Regions from separate parts of the Zea mays genome. Here region 1 is linked to region 2. A link is a contact called in public Hi-C data. All regions are on one chromosome and are shown on one strand. The core of a region is the stretch at or near the end of the contact, and the rest is flanking DNA. Distances in the headings are between cores, read along the strand shown.

Region 1 (3,948 bases), core at 798-3,297, 180 kb after region 2:
AAGTTGCTAAGAGGACATATCAGCTGGTAGGAATATGGATAAACTTGCTAGAGTGTATGAATCTATAGTCTATTCTAAAATTGGGTGTAGTGTGTAAAAATTTCTTTAACTTCCAATTTTAAGGCTATTTTGGAAACTCACTACCGGACATAAGTTCTTTGCCGAGTGTCCCAGACACTCGGCAAATACTATTTTACACTCAGCAAAGCTTTTGCCGTCAAAGGGTTCTTTGTCGAGTACGTTTTTGAACACTTGGCAAACACTTTGTCGAATGTAAAAAACACTCGACAAAAAAAACACTCGGCGGATTAAGAATCACAAAAAAACCCAAAAAACAACAAAACTCTGGTAGGAATATGGATAAACATGTTAGAGTGTATGAATCTATAGCCTATTCTAAAACTGGGTCTAGTCTATAAAAATTTCTTTAACTTTCACTTTTAAGGCTAGTTTGGAGACTCACTACCGGACATAAGTTCTTTGTCGAGTGTCCCAGACACTCGGCAAATACTATTTTACACTCGAAAATCCTTTGCGGGCAAAGGGTTCTTTGCCGAGTACTTTTTCGGAAACTTTGACGAGTGTCAGAAAACACTCGGCAAATTAAGAATCACAAAACACCACAAAACAGCAAAACATTTTATTCAATTCTCACCATTTTTAATCAAATTTACATGTTTTGTGAATGGTGTGAGATTCGAACTCTCAACCCCTCTCTCGCGCGTATAACCTCCTCTACCACTGCATACACTACTATATTATAACGAATTCTGCCTATATTACGTTTTCATTACGCATGTATTATAACAAACCGAGAGTAATTTGATTATTTGAGGCACTAAACAAATTCAATTGAAAATGTTGCCAACTATAAAGTTGCATAACTTTTCAATACCTACAAATTCTATTTTGATAGTTTCTACATCCGAGGCCGTTTACAAAATTTTAATTTCAAATTTGAAAACTTCACACAATTTTTTCTAAGATAAAATGATTTCAAATAATAAATATCAATTACAAAGTTTCATTACATTTCAAGACCAACAACTATTATTTTGGTGGTTTTTCCATCTGAGGTAGTTTGAAAAAATCGAATTTTAAAATCGAAACATAGTTTTGCATGACATGATAATTTCAAACCAAAACATTGTCAACTACAAAGTTTCATAACTTTTCAAGACCTACAACTTTCATGTTGGTGGTTTTTCCATTCGACGTCATTTTCAAAATTCAAATTTATTTTTTAAAATTCAGAAGTAGTTTTCGTTGACAAGATAACTTCAAACGAAAAAGTTGCCGACTACAAAATTCTATAACTTCTCAAGATCTACAAAGTTTATTTTGGCTGTTTGGTCATTTGTTCATCTCACATGACAGTTCTAACATTATTCAGAAATCTTATACATTTCTCTTGTAGTTTCATAAACTACAAGAGAGATATAGGTTTTATGAACAAATTTACTTTTATTTTGTCATATGAAGAAATTATCAAAATATAAATTGTACATCTTGATGAGTCATACAAATTGTAGTTGAAAACCTTTTCATTTGAATTAATTTAACGCTTTAAAATGTGATTTTTAAAATGTCTTTGTCTAGTTGTTCTTTGCCGAGTGTCAAAAATAAAACACTCGGCAAAGAGTTTATTTACCGAGTGCTCGAAAAAAAACACTCGGCAAAATATTTGGTACTCGACAAAAAACCGAATTCTGGTAGTGACTTAAATCACTTCCGGGATTCCCGTAGAAAGTCTAAGTTTTCAAACTAGTCATTAAAAAATAAAAACAAGAACAATATTCTATTTGCATCACCCGTTGTGCTAATACAAGCACGCAAGCCTAGAAAATCTTTTGGTAGCTTCGTGAAATGTTTGGGAGTCAGTGAAATAGAAGAGATTGAAGAGGCTAAAATCTCTTTGTTAAGGCTAATTTGAGAACTATATTTTTTCTCAAGGTTTTTATTTTCCTAAAAATAGTGAAAATTGAAAATGTCATGGAAAAATAAAGTTACTAAACTAGCCCTTGTTTAATTTTAAATAACGATGAGATTTGAAGCCCTCCGACATCTTTCATTCCTCTCGCTGTCAAACAAGGCTTTAGAACCCTACACAGCGGTTGCTCTAATTATCAGCGGGAAGGGTTACTGCATATAATTTGGTTTGTACTAGAGGAGGACCAATCAAGTCAGTCGGCAGACAACATATAAGGTAGACGTTCGTTATTGTACCGCCTGTGCGGAAACTAACAGCGTTCATGAATCATGACGAAGACGAACACCATGAGAAGCCACGACCTCCATGGTTACAGCCACCGCCACCTACTCGTACAGTCTTCAATCCTGCTTTTCCTCGGAACTTTTTCCGCCGCACAAGCTGCATCCGACATCCTCAGCAAGGGCAGTAACCTTACCTATGGCGAGACCCTGGTCTCCGCTAACGGGTCGTTCACATTAGGGTTCTTCTCTCGCGGAGTGCCGGCAAGGAGGTACCTGGGAATCTGGTTCACGGTGTCCAACTCCAGCGGCGACGCTGTATGCTGGGTAGCGAACCGTGACCACCCTCTCGGCGACTCTTCCGGCGTGCTGGCGATCAGCGATACGGGAAGCCTTGTCCTGCTCGACGGCTCTGGCCGGGCGGCGTGGTCTTCGAACACGACCGCCGGCGCCGGCGCCGCTTCCCCAACGGTGAAGCTACTCGAGTCCGGCAACCTCGTCCTGCTGGACGGGAACGACGGAGGAGTCGACGACTACGGCGTCGTGAAGCTGTGGCAGTCGTTCGACCACCCGACGAACACCTTGCTCCCTGGCGCCAAGATCGGCATCAACCTGTGGAGCGGCGGCGGGTGGTCACTCACGTCGTGGCGTGATGCCGACGACCCCTCGCCGGGGGAATTCCGGTACACGATGGTCAGGCGAGGGTTGCTGCCCGAGATCGTGACGCTGGACTCGAGCGACGCCATCAAGTACCGCACGGGAGTGTGGAACGGGCGGTGGTTCAGCGGCATCCCGGAGATGAACTCGTTCTCGAACATGTTCGTCTTCCAGGTGACGGTAAGCCCGAGCGAGGTCAGCTACAGCTACGCCGCCAAGGCCGGCGCGCCGCCATCCCTGTCCCGCGTCCTCCTCAACTACACGGCTGACGCCGTGCGCGTCGTGTGGTGGCTGGACAAGCGAGGGTGGGACAACTTCTTCACGGGGCCGCGAGATGACTGCGACCACTACAACAGGTGCGGGCATTCTGGCGTGTGCAATCATACTGCAGCGTCGACGACGTGGCCGTGCAGCTGTGTCCAGGGCTTCGTCCCCGTCTCGTCGTCGGACTGGGACGGGAGAGACTCATCTGGCGGGTGCCGGCGGAACGTGTCGCTGGACTGCGGCGACAATGGCACCACGGACGGGTTTGTCCGTTTGCCGGGAGTGAAGCTGCCCGACACGCTCAACTCGTCGCTGGACACGAGCATCACGCTGGACGAGTGCAGGGCGAGGTGCCTTGCCAACTGCTCCTGCGTGGCGTATGCCGCGGCAGATGTGCAAGGCGGAGGCGATGATGTTGGCACTGGATGCATCATGTGGCCTGAAAACCTCACTGACCTACGCTACGTGGCTGGAGGACAGACCCTGTACCTACGGCAGGCTACTCCCCCATCTGGTATATACCAACTCCTCAACTTTCATTTTTTTTTTTGCTTTATCAAGCCCTTATTTAATTTAGCTGTTTGGCTGCACTGGATGTATGGTCCGACATGAATTGGGGATAGTGTGGGCCCAAACTGGTTAAGTACATGGACCGTGCTGGTCGGCCCGCGGACCTCTAGCAAGGCTCAAACACGACCCGTCAAGCTATTAGTCGTGCCGAAACGGCCACTAGCCCAACGGTTATAATATGTCTATCATATTTAAATAGCAAAAAAGCTAACAACATGTATAAATGAAAATTTGAACCATAATTGC
Region 2 (3,859 bases), core at 818-3,317:
GTAACCTTTAAGATGCCATCATCTGACCAGCTCAGCAGGAAGCGTGTCGATCCACTTGAGCTTGAGGTGCTCTCCTTGTACCTTTGTCGCGCACTCACTCACTCACACAGTGACACACATGCAATGCACACGCTTGACACTGAATAAATTTCGTGGGGGCAGGCTCACGTCAGGAGAAAGATGTCCAAGGAAGAAAGGTTGGCGTTGGTGAAAGCTGGAAGAGAGGATAGAGGTCCTTACATGGCAAGGGCGGCCGTGAAACAGAAAAAGGTAAGCATCCTGGCTGTTGGCGTGTTCGTTTTGTGGTGGTAGCATGTCTTTTTTTAATTCATACCGTTCCCGCGAGTGCATCCTTACCATCAGGATCGCCGATCGCCTAATCGTTTCTTCCATAACCTCGTCTGATTGTATGGATTATAATAATGCCTCGCAGACCGGTGGACTGAGCAATAAGCAGAAGCAGCACAAGAAGAGGATGCCACTGGCAGCGACTAGAGCCAAGGCAGCACGTTCCCGGCAGGAGAAGAAGCAGCAGCGCAAGCGCTCCGGGAATCAGTTCAGGGGCCGCAAGGCGTGGAAGTGAGAGAGCCTCTGCTGCCGCTTTGCGATTCATCTAGCCGAATGGCCAATTTTTTTGACTCTTTGTATCTTCTTCTGCCAGTTAATGTTTCCATATAATACCTTGATTCTATGAGAATGCTTTTCCATATTTCGCCGTTGGTATCTGCTCCGGTCCCCCCCTCCGTATGGTCCTGGAATGTGATTCGTCTTGGGCTGAAAGCGAGTAGGAATTCCCTGTCGCATTCCAGTAGAGGTCAGAGGCACAGCCCAATGCGGACGACGCAATGACGAGGGCTGCGCAAGAGGCCAAGAGAAGCGTCGGGAGGAGACCCGATGCGATCCAATTCAGCTATCCCCGGCCCAGGCCACCGCGCCATCTACTATTGCCGCCGTGTAGTGCCAAGACCTCGACCGCGCGCCCTCGTGGCCGAGCCAGAGCCCAGGGGATTCGATTCCACAACGGGGCACATGCGGGGGGCCGTGTGCGTGTCAGTCGGATCTCCGATTCAATTTTTTGAGGCAGGTTGGTGCGTGGTTTTGGTCACAGGAGATGGCATCGCCTGCATCCGTCCGGCGGATCTGTCTGTTTCCCCGCCGCGCCGTACGTGCGTTGGTGGACAACCCCACACGGTAACTGATGAAGTGGGATGGGTTGAGTTTCTTTTGTTTACTGAGGTGATAGCTAACTGCACGAAGTTAGGAAGGACAAGCTCGTCTCATTGGTAAACAAGCAGCTCCTCCCTGTCTGTCTTCTCGGCAAGCAGACGAAAGGCGTGGAGCTGATCGTCCACATGACGCGTCAGCGTGTCCCGAGTCCGGACAAAGGCGGAGCCAGGAATTGTACCTATAGTAGTATATATGACGGCCAGTCAAAGAGATACACACACATCCGATACTCATGTACATCGATAAGACGATAACCTACTTCTATCTATTTTTTTAAAGATTTATTCTAGTTTATAATGATACAATACTACTACTATTCTTCTTCTACTAGATGACTGACTGGTCGATAGCGAGGGTGTAGTATATTTTTAAAAAGAATACCAATCAACCCCTTTTAACCTTGACTTATGTTATATATATGAAGATGCTCACATATATACACGCACGCACTGACGCACACTCTTATGGATAGATATACATACATCCATCTATCCCGTGGCCAAGCTAGAGTGAAATAGAGAAAGATGCAAATATATGGTAAAAATCTAGTATGAATCACTAATTTTGTAAAATTTCGTGGGTGCAAAAATGGCTCTAAAAACAGTTTACGAAGGCAGATATCTAGATGAGACTTAACTATAAGTGAAACCATGCATCTAAATGCTCTCTACATGCCTTCAGTTCCAATTCCAAATCTGATCTAGCACCAAAAAAATCCCACGAGCAAACATTTGGCCAGCCGTGACACCAAAAAGGCAAAAATCAACTAATAGCGCAACCGGGGGCGCGGCTACAAGTACAGCTACAAATAGCGCCCCGCGACGCACTCGGCGCCCGGAACGCAACGCAGCGGCAAAAGCGACACTGCCAGCAGCGAGCGGGTGGAACCAGACCAGACCAGACATGTCGACGACGGAGCCGCTCCTCTCGGCCGGCGCCGAGAAGAAGAAGGGCGGCAAGGGTCCGCGCGTGGGCATCGACGAGGCGCTGTCGGCGCACGCGGGGGAGTTCGGGCGGTGGCAGCTGCGGCACTTCGTGGCCGTGTCGGCGGCGTGGGCGCTCGAGGCGCTGCACACCATGGTGATCATCTTCGCGGACCGGGAGCCGGCGACCGTGCCGGTGCCCTGCGCCGCCGCCGGGCGGGAGTGGGCCGGTGGCGGCGGTTCAGGCGCCGCTGCGTCGACCGTCGTCGAGTGGGGCCTCGTCTGCGGCCAGCGCTACAAGGTCGGCCTCGCCCAGGCCGTCTTCTTCGCCGGCTGCATGATCGGTCAGTGCCGTGCTAGCTCGCCGCTGCTGGCCACGCGCTCTAATCCATTCGTTCGTTCCGTTTCGCCGTGCCGTGCCGTACCCCTGCGTGTACCTGGACTGGAATTCGTTTCCTGCTCGTTCGTGGTTACTAGGGAGTAGTAGTAGTAGTATGTGTGGTTCAGGGCAATAATTCGCGTCGAATCGGTATCTAATAAAGCTGCGGCTTGGCATTTTGGGAACGACAGTTGGGTGGGGAATGTAAAGCACGGGCACTTCGAGCTTGATTATTCGAGCCCCAGCATATTCGGAATCGGAAGGGAGCGCGACGACAAGGCACAAGAGCGATCTCGTGGACGTGTACTCGTGTTGCGCTTCCGAGGCGGGCGTCGAGCGAGTGCTTCGCTTCCGGCGTGCTCGGCCACATGCACGACACGAGTGCCGATGCCGACCTGCTGCTATGCGCTGTCGACAAGGTTTGTCTGACTCTGATCCGATCAGATGGACGAGATGGTCATCTTCTCGGTCCACAGTCCTAGGCAGGCAGTGGTCAGGTTGGTCATGTCTACTAGCCGTCTAGGCAGGCATTCCAAAGCTATACGAGACGGCCCTCTTCTCGTCAGCCACCGATTGGTCTAGGAGACGGCCGCCGTAGCGCGAGGTGACACGCGTGGAGCAGATTTCCTCACCGTAGCTCGGATACGTGGCTGCCCCCGCCGCGCCAAGTGCCACGCCAAGGCGGCTGTCACGGCTCATCACCTCAGCCAATCAATATCGCTTGCATTGACACAAGCATCCAAAAACCCACTGCATCACACAACTACACAAAAACCAGGCTACGGGCTGGGTGCCTCTTTGGGTCTTTGGATGGGCTACTTTTCCAGCTAGACACACGGCCTCGTCCAACACGTTAACTAACTGTCTTCCTCTGCATGCAATGCAATTGCAATGCAATCCAGGCGCGGGCGTGTTCGGCCACCTGTCGGACTCGTTCCTGGGCCGGAAGGGGGCGCTGCAGGTGGTGTGCGTGCTCAACGCCGCCTTCGGCCTCCTCACCGCGCTGTCCCCGAACTACTGGGCCTACGCGGCGCTGCGCCTCCTCACGGGCTTCAGCGCGGGGAGCGTGGGCGTGCTGGCCTTCGTCCTGGCCACCGAGCCCGTCGGCCCCGCCCGCCGCGGCGCCGCGGGCATGTCCACCTTCTACTTCTTCTCCGGCGGCATCGCGGCGCTCGCGGCCGTCGCGGCGCTCTTCCAGGGCTCCTGGCGCGCGCTCTACGCCGTCACCTCGCTCCCCTCGCTCGTCTTCGCCGTCGCCGTCGTGCCGTTCTTCGTCTCCGAGTCGCCGCGGTGGTACCTCGTGCGCCGCCGCCCCGACGACGCCCTGCGG

What was found. A called contact is a pair of places that touch in the nucleus more often than the background predicts.
Region 1: a Hi-C map of tassel shows a contact between it and region 2, with 4 times the contacts expected there. The contact joins the promoter of LOC103645896 here to the promoter of LOC100382090 in region 2. A contact is called at or near these places in 3 of 25 Hi-C or Micro-C datasets (bundle sheath, ear and tassel).

Annotation. Positions count from the first base shown.
Region 1 is chr2:8,094,294-8,098,241 of Zm-B73-REFERENCE-NAM-5.0, forward strand. LOC103645896 (S-locus-specific glycoprotein BS29-2) reads left to right here and starts at 2,048. Exons shown (of 6, transcript XM_008670619.4): 1 at 2,048-3,646. The coding sequence starts at 2,260.
Region 2 is chr2:7,917,121-7,920,979 of Zm-B73-REFERENCE-NAM-5.0, forward strand. It overlaps LOC100382090 (Organic cation/carnitine transporter 4), which reads left to right and starts at 2,068. Exons shown (of 3, transcript NM_001174852.1): 1 at 2,068-2,494; 2 at 3,432-3,859. The coding sequence starts at 2,131. LOC103645893 (protein SDA1 homolog) reads left to right here. Exons shown (of 15, transcript XM_008670617.3): 13 at 1-66; 14 at 163-270; 15 at 434-723. The coding sequence ends at 583.